Regions from separate parts of the Mus musculus genome. Here all the other regions are linked to region 2. A link is a contact called in public HiChIP or PLAC-seq data. All regions are on one chromosome and are shown on one strand. The core of a region is the stretch at or near the end of the contact, and the rest is flanking DNA. Distances in the headings are between cores, read along the strand shown.

What was found. HiChIP or PLAC-seq counts read pairs in DNA pulled down with a chosen protein or histone mark.
Region 1: a contact with region 2 is called in a RAD21 HiChIP or PLAC-seq map of pro-B cells, with 3 times the contacts expected there. The contact joins the enhancer-like site here to the promoter of Ets2 in region 2. A contact is called at or near these places in 4 of 39 promoter capture datasets (the 3T3-L1 cell line, the C10 cell line, cancer-associated fibroblasts and 1 more), 2 of 15 datasets of contacts at CTCF or cohesin (the G1E-ER4 cell line and pro-B cells), 18 of 484 Hi-C or Micro-C datasets (B cells, CD4 single positive thymocytes, the G1E-ER4 cell line and 8 more), 15 of 115 datasets of contacts at active chromatin or transcription factors (the HPC-7 cell line, the SCID.adh cell line, SST interneurons and 8 more) and 3 of 9 other capture datasets (adipose tissue, liver and pancreatic islet).
Region 3: an H3K4me3 HiChIP or PLAC-seq map of bone marrow-derived macrophages shows a contact between it and region 2, with 2.5 times the contacts expected there. The contact joins the enhancer-like site here to the promoter of Ets2 in region 2. A contact is called at or near these places in 5 of 39 promoter capture datasets (the 3T3-L1 cell line, hippocampal neurons, liver and 2 more), 7 of 484 Hi-C or Micro-C datasets (adipose-derived mesenchymal stem cells, embryonic fibroblasts, embryonic stem cells and 3 more), 15 of 115 datasets of contacts at active chromatin or transcription factors (the NIH/3T3 cell line, bone marrow-derived macrophages, craniofacial prominence and 9 more) and 2 of 9 other capture datasets (adipose tissue and pancreatic islet).

The regions. Positions count from the first base shown.
Region 1 is chr16:95,778,545-95,782,637 of GRCm38.p6, forward strand. The region is part of intron 1 of Gm32130 (a long non-coding RNA gene); the gene reads right to left. Among named protein-coding and RNA genes, the nearest start is that of Gm41509, 18 kb to the right of the region's middle. Within about 2 kb of position 2,082, at least 31 of the 459 cell types and tissues checked have an H3K27ac peak or open chromatin away from gene starts, as enhancers often do. A contact at or near this core is called in B cells, pancreatic cancer cells and pro-B cells, where this site is marked.
Region 2 is chr16:95,699,891-95,703,923 of GRCm38.p6, forward strand. Ets2 (E26 avian leukemia oncogene 2, 3' domain) reads left to right here and starts at 2,517. Exons shown (of 10, transcript NM_011809.3): 1 at 2,517-2,754. It overlaps Gm31989 (a long non-coding RNA gene), which reads right to left and starts at 958. Exons shown (of 4, transcript XR_876298.3): 1 at 309-958.
Region 3 is chr16:95,609,355-95,613,535 of GRCm38.p6, forward strand. No RefSeq gene overlaps it. Among named protein-coding and RNA genes, the nearest start is that of Gm31845, 57 kb to the right of the region's middle. Within about 2 kb of position 2,862, at least 23 of the 459 cell types and tissues checked have an H3K27ac peak or open chromatin away from gene starts, as enhancers often do. A contact at or near this core is called in bone marrow-derived macrophages and trophoblast stem cells, where this site is marked.

The sequences.
Region 1 (4,093 bases), core at 832-3,331, 78 kb after region 2:
TAGAAGAAAAATAATTCTACAGGGAGATGAGGGAGGGATGACATTCCTATTTACATATTTAGTGTTATTTAAATACACGCCACTTACCACTTACTTTACATCTCACTCTAGTGTAACACAGGATTAAAGAGATTGAAAGATTATTCATTTGGGTAAAGTCGCTCACAATGTTCTTTAGAAAACATCTCATCCGAGTGTGAACTAGAGAAAGAAGTTTGCTCTGAGTGATGAATGAACAAGCAGATGTAGATACTCTTTATCCCAAAGAGAAACAAGACTCCACCACTAGGTGTGTGTACAAACCTTGTGAAAGTTAGAAATGAAACAAGGCAGCTACAAAGTAACAGGTGCTGTGGGGCACAGGTGAGAGAGAGCTGCCTAGTGCTGTCTGACAGTAGAATGGGGGTGTGAGTCTGGGGCAGGGCGCTATCATTTACTGAGTAGACTTAGTTGGGGGCCATGAAAGTATTCAGAACTATATGGTAGAGATGGCTCCACCTCTGTGCAAACTTGTTCCACGCCTTTGAAATGAACCCCTAAAAGTGGTTACAATGGGAAATTTTATGATATGCAGATTTTACCACAATAAACATTGTTTTCTCTAGGAGCAGATGTTGAGAAATATTGGTGGCTCTTTCTGCTCCTCTTTCATCTCGGCAGTGCAGGGTTTTTGGTTTTGTTTTGTTTTTTCCAGAAATGACCAAGTGACTCATTCTTCAAAGCCAACCGTTTGCCAGGCCTACCCCTTTATCACAGACCAGTGCAGGTCCAAAGGGGCAAAGTGATTTTCTGATGGCCCATACAATGGATAGTTGGCAGGAACAGGTGCAACTGTACTCCCCTGGGCTGGGGTGAATCTCAACTGTAGGCACCTGATGGCTCTGAGAAATATGTTAAGCTATTGTGGTCAGTTCCCAAGTTTAGACACCACACCTTTGTTCTGGTGTGTGAAACCTCTCATTGTCAAAGCCACATGGTCTCAACATGGTCTTAGGTAGGCCATAAAAGTCAGCCCTAATCTAAACCCACACAGTTAACTGTGTGGGAAGTCCCGGTTTCTAAAAAGGTTTTATTTGTGTGATAACTCCTACATAGCAATGTCGCTTTAGGAGTACCTGCTCAAGAACAATGACAGCCCTCAATTCCAACCTGAGAGGAGTGCTCTCTTGTCAGAGACTTTGATAGAAAAGAAAGCATCCAGAGTAAATAAAGACTGCTGAGATCACCTGACGTGACTGAAGCTGGAACGTATATTCTCATCTTGTACGTGTTCCCGTGCTTCCCGTGTAGGGAGTAATATATGTTTCAAAATTGCGTGTGACAGCCATAGAGAGCATGGAAAGCACCCATGGTATTCCCAAAATAACCCATGACACCTTTTAAATTAAGCACAGTGTGTCCAGAACATCAGGTTTTTCTCTTTACAACTCACTATGGATTTTGGTAAAGTAGGGGTCGTGGAGCAATGCCTCATCAAACATAGACCAAATTATCAGGTAAGTTTACAGATGAAATATGTGCATTTTGTCCATGAGCAGGCTATCCCATCTCCACTGGAATAGTACATTTGGAGGGATGTCAACTTGAGCATACTGGCATTACCATTCTTCATTGCTCATCCTCCAAGTGCATGTTCCCTGGGAGCAAAAGAGGCCAGGGAATGGATATCCCCATTGCTACCTATCTCCAGGTGGTTGCATCAGGAAGACCTGTTTTTCTAGAACTAGGAGAAGCACTGCATTCAAAATCAGAGGGGCACCTGGATTCCTGCCAAGAGGTGACCACCATGTTCACCCCCCCCCAAACCTCCATTTTCCATGTTACTGGGGACATAGTGCTCACTCCAGATGGATAACTTTCACTGTGCTCTGGTGAGCTTGTACCTCACCTCTTTGTCCTGTATACTGCAGTGGAAAGGTCAAGGTTTTACTGGAGATCCTAAGAGAAACCCCAGGAGCACCCTCCCCAATGGGTTTACATCTTGTGTTCAGGAAAGGCAAGCAGCATTGAAGTTCAAAAATAGAGACGGTGAACCCTGGGGGAAAACTAGCTTCCTGTGTGGGTGGCCCCTGCTCTGCTGTAGGGGGCCCCTGGCGCCAACAAGCCCCCAGCCTTTGGGAACAAACCTGACTGTGCTCTGCTAGCTCAGATCTCTATTCTCCCTCCTTCTTTACCTTCTAATTCTGCTGTTAGAGGTTGATCCTGAAAGGTCAAGTGCAAGGGCTTGAGGCAGATAGCTCTGAGGTGTCCCAGAAGCAGTGGCCTGCAGGATTACACAGCTCTCCTTAAGCCCAGCACTGCGATGGAGGAGTGAAGATGGTGTCCCTGCACCCCTGAGATACTATATGTTTTCATCTGGAACCTAAAGGTGGACCCTGAATAACTATGGTTTTTGAAGGTCACGATCACCAGTGAAATGTTGGTAAAACCCACCTTTGAGGTTATTGCTCACTCCCAAATGGCATCCCTCCATCTACCTTATGCACCATGAGACCTGCTCTCACGTCACTGGCAGATCCCTGAGTAGTCCATAAGGAAGCAAAGCCCAGGCACCAGCCTGTCTCTTTACTCAGCTTTTTCCATTCCTCTGTGACCATAGCTTTTTCTTACCTTCATTTGTCTGGGACCAGCTGTAGCCAGAAATGTTATGTGGAATAGTCTCTAGAGACTTCATGAATGTTAAATTGTCTGGTTTACTGAATAGGGTGTAAAGACTTGTAGCATCCTCCTATAACCCATCCTGGGCACAAGCATCCCTTTATCGTGTGTGTCCACACTGTATTTTCTACCTGCCTGTTAGTCACTTCTAACCAGTTATCAGTTCAACAAACATCAGTGCTAGCCTCAGATTCATACACACACCTCTATGTTCCTAGAGCACTCCCACACTACACGAAAGGGCCACTGCATCTCATTATAACACACCCAATGGGAATAATCTTACAATGGCAACTTCAAAAGACCTTATTGATTATCAATGAGAAGAAATGCCACTGGCATTTAACAGAAGGGCAGGGACACTGTTGGCACCATTTGTATGCCTCAACAGACCATGGTCCCAATCCAAGGCAGCAGTAGTCGGAAAAGAAAGACCTTGAACTTAGAAAGAAAAGGGTAATGGGAAAGATTTCATTCCAGAAAAAAAAGGGGGGGCAGGAAAGACGTATTAGTGGGTAAAGACCAGACTTTAGGTCCCCAGAACACACACGGAGTTGGATGTGACGACATCCATATGGGTGCTGACACTCAAGAACACACAAAAAAGACCCACAATGAAGCTGGCCTTGTTCCTTTCAAAATTAAGATAACTTCCCCTTTGGTTACTCACTGGAAACAAGCAAGTCTCTATTTCGGTCCACAGATGCGCTCTAAGTCCCTGTGGCTGGTTGGCTCTGACACATCACACACAGTGAAGTGTCATCTGTTGTGTGTCTGGAAGAGACTCCTCAGACCTAATAGAGGGAACAGATAAATAGCCCTTATCCCTGGGGCCCCCAGAGCTTCTAGAAGCTAGAACATTGCAGAAAGACCCACCCTGTGGCTTGTGATGGGCCCCAAGGCTCAAAACAGTAGGGACTCTCTGGAATTAGGAATTCACTTTTGAACTCTGCCCCCCACCCCCATACCTGACGATGACATTCCCAAATTCCACTTTAAAATATCCTTAGAAGTTCAGTATAGTTCAGTGGTAGACTGAACACCTACCAGGTGGGAGACCTTGGATTCAATTCCCAAATACTTCAAAAGTGAATTTAAAACCCTAAAATATGTCACTGAAGCCATTGTAAAGTTGTTATGAGACTCCATATATTTCAGGTCTTCCCTCCACTGTCTCAGAACAAGGCTGTATTTGGAGTTAAAACCTAGATGTGAGGTGATCCAGTCAGAATGAGGTCATTATTAAGAGCCCTGATTCAGCGCAACTGGTGTCATCTTAAGAAGAGATCAGGAGATCTTGGTCCGGGACCCGCCGAACTTAGGAAATTAGTCTGAACAGGTGAGAGGGTGCGCCAGAGAACCTGACAGCTTCTGGAACAGGCGGAAGCACAGAGGCGCTGAGGCAGCACCCTTTGTGGGCCGGGGACAGCCAGCC
Region 2 (4,033 bases), core at 1,267-3,766:
GGAGCTGGGACCCCGCCCTCCCACCCCCCAAGATAGAGCCTTTGAGCCAGATCACAAGGTAAACACAGCCAGCTCTTCAGCAGGCTGGGATGCACGGTTTCTGAAAAGGATGACTTAATGGGTTAATCATTGTTTCATAATTATGCCCAGGTCCTAAAGAACTCTGCATTTCACTCTCTAGGTAATTCATATGCTCTTTCATATTGTCTCCCCTTCTGTTCAGAGGAGGGTTGGTTACATTTGTCCTCATGCTGCTCCCACCCCCCACCCCCTACAGTCCACCTGCTCGCTCCTTACCAGCTCCTTACCAGCTCCAAGCCAACGAGCCTTCCCCAGCCTCCATTTCCTCCTAACGCCATTGACTTTTGATCTCAGAGCAGAAGGAGTGCGCTTTTATTAGATTCAATTTGCAGAAAGGCCCCAGCTTCCCTGTGAATCGAGCCATAATAGTCAATGAATAATCACAGGGCTCAGCCAGGCTAGGCTTTAACTCCGGCTCAGTAACTAGGAAACCACCCAAGAAGAGGAAGGGGTGGGGGAACCAAACAGAAAAGGTAAATGTGTATCTGTTATGTTCCTGAGTATGTAACTGATCAAGGCTGAGGTGGGCCAACCACAAAGCAGAGGCCTGTCTAGCTTATGCTTGGGATCCAGGTTGCCTCCTCCAGAAGGCCAGGCAGAACACAAAGGTGCCTGACGTCTGTGAGAGCTCGCTGGTCTGCCATGCGTGCTTCTAGCCGCTGTTGTTTTACATTAGGTTTCCACATACTCAGACCTGACAGGTTTGGGGTGGCTTTCCTGAATACCTTTCTTCCTCTTCATGTATATGACAGTTTTTTCCCCCAGAGATTTTCCTAAAATGCTCCTAAAAGAGAGTTTAGAAAAACTTATTCAGGAATTTAGAGCCCGTCCCTACCAAGTTCTCAGCCCTGCTGATAAATTCTTTTACAGGTTTGCTTCATCAGCTAATCAAAGTTTAATGACAGGGGTGCTGTGACACTTGGGTACTAACTTCTTTTGTAGCTTTTCTGCTCAGCATTACCAAGAGCTGCCCTCCAGCCATCAGCCTGAGCAGCCCTGAGAGGCTTGGCTCAATAAGGCCTTTGTGGACCAAAGGAGTCCTCGAATGCCCACGGTCTCAGGAGCAGAAGTGATGGAAGGAAACAGTCCTGTTTTGGGTATCTGAACTTCAAGAGATCACTGTGTGTACCAAGCTTCTCAGATACGTGGTCAAGGCGTGAAAATACTTGCAGGGAGATAGGGCCAACGGACACACTCCTTCAGACAAGTCAGTACCTTCTGCTATGTTTTTTTTTTTTTTAAGTTAGCATATGCTGTTCCGTGTCTCCATGGTAACGGGACAGGGACTCTTTCTTCTATTTATGGAGTTCCTCCTTGACCTGGGTTCTCTGGTCTGGACCTGAATACACACTGAGAAGCCATGAGGAAATATCAATTCCCTCTGGACCTAGCTGTTTTAGCTTAGTGGATTAGGCCTTGACTCCTGCAAAGGTGATACACTGGAGAGAAGTATCAGGTGTAATAGTATCTTGATTGGCAATAATTTCAGATGGGGAGTTGCCATGGAAACCAGGAACCCTGCGGTACCAGAGAAGCTGGGGTCTTCCACTCCCTTCCCGGCAAGGCTGTCCTTGTAATGTACCAATCGTCAGTCCCGTGGCCTTGCCTGAGCTTGCCATTTGCAATTTCATATGCCATCTCTGGTAACAACCTAAACTTGAGAAGGAACGAAATAATATTCAACGTACACCTGTGCCTACGGATGAATCCCACAGGTTTCCAACCATGGACTCAACGCCTTCTGACCAAAAAGGAAACCACTCTTTGGCTTGTGTTTTGACCATGAGTTTGGGAGAGTCACGCTGGACTTGACATGTAGTTGACCTCGTAGACCATGTTAAGTAGAACACAGTAGTAGCCTTGAAGGATTTACTAAGACTAATAATAGATGGCGCCTAAGTGCTCGGCCAAGTCGGCGCTGAGACTCGGCTCAGCCCTAGGGGGCGCCATCCGCACCGAGGCAGTAGGAGGGGCCTCTCCAGAGGCAAGCGGCTGCGCCACGTTCTGCTCTTCCACTCGCGACTCCGCCACCCGCCCACTTTGCGACTCCCTAACCCCACGTATGAGTCTTTCACGACGAAGGACCAGAAATCAGGACCCACACGTAGCTCCAAGCACAGGGCAGGCTCCACCGCAGAAGCCTAACCACCCAACCCAAGTGCCAACAGGGCCCCCAGCTCGGACCTGCAGACAGCCTAACGCGGGCGGATACGGCCCTGCCTTTCTAGCTGGACCTCCTGGGCATAACGCCCGAACCGGGCTCCAGGAGCAGGGGCCAGCAGGCAGGCGACAGCGAGCTGCAGGGTCGCAGAGAAGGGCCCGGGAGCAGCGTGGATCCGCCGCTGCCAGAGCGCGCTCTCCTCCCACGCCGGCCTCGCGCTCGCTCCTCCTCCGCGCTCTCTCCGTCACCCCTGCTGTCCCCTCCCCCGGTTCCCTCCGGCCCTCCCCCAGCTCCAGAAGAGCGCGCGGCTAGGAGATCGGGCTGGTTACTTCCTTCACCGCGGCGTTGAGCACAGAGTGGACACCACTGAGGCCCGTCAGTCCCCGCCACCTTCCCCGGCCCCGCGCGCCCGGATCGGCCCTACGGCCTCGTCTCGCCCGGCCTTGCGCGCCGGGACCGCCGCGATCTCCTCTCCCCGCCGCCCTCCGGCTGGCCCTGCCTGCTGCGGCGCGGTAAGAGCGGCCCCTGTGCGCGATGGTCCTCAGCAGAGACTCCGCCCGGGGTGGGGTGTAGTGCGGGCGGCCCCTGATCCCGCCGGGCCATCGCGCGCCCCAGAGCCGCTCCGGCTGGTTCCTAGGCACCCAGTGGCCTCGGAGGGGGACCCAGGCATCGGGCAGGGCGCGGGCAGACCGCTTTTGTTTTGGGGAAGCCAGTGGTCGCCCCGTGCGGTTCCTGCCCGGGGTGCGCGACTGCGTTTCTCGAGAGGGCTTGAGGCACCTGGAGAGGTGGCCGAGGTAGCCCCAGGTTCGGGGTGACTTGAGTTGGGGAGGCGCTAGGCCTGGAAGGATGTGGGGGTGTCCGGATCATGGAACACCTGGGAAGTTGCGGCTCCCGGGAACGTGTCACCTGCTTGGCCAGGTCTGGGCTCCCCTGGGCCCTGGGAAGCCAGTACGGGATACGGTCCAAGTAGGGGTGCTGGTGGCTGCTCTGCTTTTATTTTCTCCTTAAAGCATATGAATGAAGGGGTAACCTGAAGCGTTTGCGTATTTGACTTTTTTTTTTTTCTAATTTACTATTTAATCTCATAAGACTTGTACTAGCCTGCACTCAATTTCAGGGGAGCCTAAAATAGTAGTTGACTCGCTACTTATTTAGAAAGTAAAGCGGTGAGCAGTCCTGGTTGGAGAGAGGAGTCATTTAATTCGCCAGTTGAGAGACTTGCTCCCGCTGTGGAAGCTCCTGTCGGTATCTGCCTGCCTACACCACCGCCAATCCGGAGATACATCTCAGTGTTAAGCTTTTATTAAAATCTGAGTAATCTCGCAGTGCAGTTAATGTGAACACCGTGCATCCCACAGGGAAATAGCCAAACTCTCATATATGGAATTAGTCATTCATTTCTCTAAACTGATTGCTAAGCAAAAGGCAAACCAACCTTCAAAGGGTTTTGTCCTTTTATTTTATTTTTTTAACCTAAATTTATCTAAATACAAACTCATGCTCTCTTATATAAGTGATTACCTGTTCCACTAAGGATACAGTTATCCATGAAATTCTTGTTTAAAAACCTAACTATTCCCAGTTACTACATTTCTGCCATTTTCTCCCATTTCTTGTTACTATTTTTTTTTTTTTTTTTAGCCCATCACCAGTACCAAAAAGTCTAAACTTGAAATTGATTTATCTAGAGTCTTGACTTGTCCCAGGGGTTAGCAAGCACATCCAGTCGGATAAATGAACTTAAATTTGATTAGCCGTGGGTCTGCCTGAAGCCATTTAGTGGAGGGCTTT
Region 3 (4,181 bases), core at 1,612-4,111, 90 kb before region 2:
GGGAAAAAAATGTAAAGGTTTCGGGTTAGGGGGGAGGCCTGGCGGCTCTGTTCTTTTTATTTAATGGCAGAATCATCGGATCCTGGTGGTTATTAATCTGCTGTCTTTGTCTCCCACCTGTATCTGCTTGTATCTCATAGTCCCGCACCCTTTCCTGGGTCCGTCACATGGAGATAGAAAGGACCCTCCTATTGAGGTCCCCAGTATGGGAAGGGCACACAAGAGAACCTTCCTGGATACTCACTCAGAGGCTCTGGCCTCAGCTGTTAGAGGGTTCCTGAGTTCCTGGGGGTTCACATGCCCCCCCAACCCCATCCCACCAAGGTGCTGTGGCTTACTGTGTTGGGAAGCTGTAGTCTGGAGTGCCTTTGCTGTCCCTGCTGGGTGTTCCTCTAACCCATCTGAGGACACCTGTCTCCCAAGCCACCTGCACTGTTTCAAAAGTCCTTTTCACGCAAAGAAAAAAGCTATTGAGAATTTACCAAGTGTTGGGGAATGGAGGTCCATCTGCTTTTTAAATTGGAGTCCTAAATGTAGTATGATGAGGGAGCCAGGCTAGGCTGGGGAGAGGCTTGAAATAAAAGCTATTTCTATCCCCACAGGCCGTCCGGGGCTATTGGCAAGCTGCTCTCAAGTCCTGCTTTCCCAATGACCCTTCAGTTAATTTTCTTCACTCCCTGGAGACTTCTGCTCCCACCTCCTCCACTATTAGAGATCCCAGGGTCTCCTCATTTTTCTTTTTTGTTCTATTAACAACCAAGATCTTCACTACCCAAAACAGAACAATACGTTCTTTGTCTATGGAATAGAAATAGCCCCCTTTCTTTAGTCCTTTAGCCTTTTCAAATTACTTTTCTGAAACACCTTAAGCAATTTTTGAAGCACAGGAGTTTGTGTCTTATTGTTTAATTAGCTACAACTTTCAAATGTGTATAGAGCAGGTGTGCTGGAATCACCGGATGGTTCAGAGTTCCCATGATCTCTCCCCTCATGCACAGCCTCTACCATTCCGGGCATTTCTGCCAGAGAGGACATTTGCTACAGTTGATGGGTTCACTCTGACTAACATGTTTCAGTCTTATGCTGTACATTCTGTGAGCTTAAGTTTTAAGCAATTTACATTTTTTTCCCCTTGATGGCCTTCGATGAATTTTTTTCTTGATAATCGTTGTGATTCCATTGCCCACTGTGGGGGTTAGCCTTTGTCAACCTGACAGGATTTCAAAGGACCTGGAAGATTACACTTCTGGGTGATCCCACCAGAGTGTCTCCAGAGAGAGGGAGAGAGCTTTAACTAAGGAGGGAAGGCTCAGTGTGAATGTGGGTGCCACTGTCTCAGGGACTGGACTCTGGGATGAAATGAAGGGGGGGAGGGGAGAAGAGGTGAAAACCATCATTCAGGTCTCCCTGCATCCTGGATGCAGATGCAATGGGACCAGCTGCCAATAGTGACATCCTCACTCCATGCCTCCTCCACCACGGCTGTGCCTCACTTCAAAACTTGAGCCCAAACAAAACCTTCTTCCTTAACTTGCTTCTTGCCAGGCACTGTGTCCTGACAAGAGCAGGCATTAACACACTCGTCCAAACTGTTTATTTTTGGATCCCGTGTTCCACATTCTTCCTACGGTGCTCTTTGAAATCATCTTTCAGTTCATATTCTTCGTTTAACATTTCATGGTTCGCCAGACTCATCAGATGCTCTTCGCGATGGTGAATTATGACTGCCAACTTACAGGAGCTACCCAGGAGGCCAGCCTCTGGCCACGTGTGTGAGGAACTATCTAGACTGGGCTAACCTCCGGACAAGCCTATGCAGGATAATCTAGATTATGTATATAACTGAGGTGGAAAGGCTCCCCTTAACTGTGGGCAGTACTGCTTCGGCCCTAGGCTGAATAGAGAGGAGAAGCAGTCTGGGTGTTGGCCTTTGGGTCTCTCTGCTTCCTTATTGTAGATGCAAGGTGGCCAGATACTTCAAAGCCCTACTTCCATGATAGACCTTACCCTCAAACTGCAAGCCACAATAAACCCTTTGTTGCGTTGCTTTTGTTGGATATGTTTTATCACAGCAACGAGACGAGTCACCAATATACTCTATACTAAAGATAAGGATAAGAAAGGAAAATTTAAGAGGAGCCATAGAAGCATCCATGGACTTCAACCAACCATGAAGGAGTCACATCATCTAACTTTCATGCCTTAGGTGAAGTCCTCTTTCCCTGTCTTGAGTCTCAGTGGAGTTAGGGGTAGGGCAAGAAGTTCAGAGTCAGTGTTCATGACCTTTGAACTTTCTTCCATTTCCCAAACATCAAATACAGAAGGCTACTGAAGACTCTCTGGACCTAGAGAGCGTGAATGAGCCCCTATCAGGGAAGCACCAGAGAACACTGTAAGCACCCTCATCAGGGCACTGACACAGACAGAGTCTACAACCAAGATCAAGTAAAATGAGCTAGCCCAGGATGAAGAGTCCTTTCGGATGGACTGAGGCAGGTCAGAGGTACCAGTGGAATCATGCATGCTGTCACCACCACCGGTCCCATTCGCACCTCCACAAACGAAAAGTAGGAATGCCAACTAAAGTTAAAATCTATGTCAACCAGACCAAATCCCAGAGTCTATACATGTAGCAGCCTTAACGACAATTAGAGAAACATCTTCATTGACGTCGCCATTGGTAGAAATAGTCACTGAGACACAGCGCCAGGCCCTCCGCAAGCCTCTTTGCCTTAGATGGCCATGAGTTCCTCCTCTGTCCTATACGGTTGTCAGATGATACAGTTGACAAGGTCAGGTGCAGCAGTGACCTTCCGTGACACCTAAGTATAGTGTTTACGGTTCCTGTTTCTCTGGGGTTGTAGGTAAGAGAAGCTGACGGCGGCAGTGAATCACTTCCTGTGGTCACTGCCCTGCTCCCAGTGCAGCTATTTTTGACAGTTGCATAAAATTCTAATTCCCAATCCGGGCATGTGTTTTATTTGTTTAACAAGAACCTAATAAGTTACAGTGGGGGTGGAGGCAAAAAGCGGGAAGATCTGAGTCAGCAAAGAGAAATGTAAGAAACACCCTTGTTGGAGAGAAAATAAATCCCAACAGCTTCGGTGATCCCTGCAACCGTCACAGAGAGAGAGGAATCTAGAGCCAGGCCTATGGTGATTTCCCACTTCCTGTGGAAGAGTCACGTGTCTCCAAAGCGAGAGAATGCTGCCCGGCTCTCGTAGCTTCTACAGCAAACCTCAGTCTCGACTTGGCAGTTGAAATGATGGGAACCTCTCCCATTCTTTACCAGATCTGGTCCTTCACTTCCGTTGAGATGACATGGTGTCCTCTGCACCTGTGATTAAGCTGATGAAAGATGTTGAGTGTGTCAGGTGTGATGCTTGAGTGTGTCAGGTGTGATGCTGTGAGTGTGTAAGGTGTGATGCTCTGAGTGTGTCAGGTGTGATGCTGTGTGTCAGGTGTGATGCTGTGAGTGAGTGTGTCAGGTGTGATGCTGTGTGTCAGGTGTGATGCTGTGAGTGTGTCAGGTGTGATGCTGTGAGTGTGTCAGGTGTGATGCTGTGAGTGAGTGTGTCAGGTGTGATGCTGTGAGTGTGTCAGGTGTGATGCTGTGAGTGTGTCAGGTGTGATGCTGTGAGTGTGTCAGGTGTGATGCTGTGTGCATCAGGTGTGATGCTGTGTGTCCGGTGTGATGCTGTGTGTCAGGTGTGATCTGTGAGTGTGTCAGGTGCAATGCTGTGTGTGTCCGGTGAGATGCTGTGTCAGGTGTGATGCTGTGAGTGTGTCAGGTGTGATGCTGTGAGTGTGTCAGGTATAATTTTACTCAGTACCATCAGAGAGTATACTGCTCCACTACAGCTAGGAAGAAGTGTCACAACTGGCAGCTGAAACAACACAAAGTTATCTCCTGTTCTGGAGGGTGGGGGTTCTGATGAAGGTCTCAGCAGGGTCGACTTCTGTGTGAGGTAACATCTACCCCAGGTCCCTTTCTTGGCTGTTGGGTAAGGCTTCCTCCTGAGCCTCTTCCCTCTGCTATGTCCAAGTGTTCTCATCGCATAAGAACTTCAGTCATAGTGGATGGGTGCTCACCCCAACAACTTAAATTTTATCCAGTCATTTTATAGAAGCCCTTCCACTGAGCTGGTGAGATTGCCCCACAGCAAATGAAGAAGAGGCAG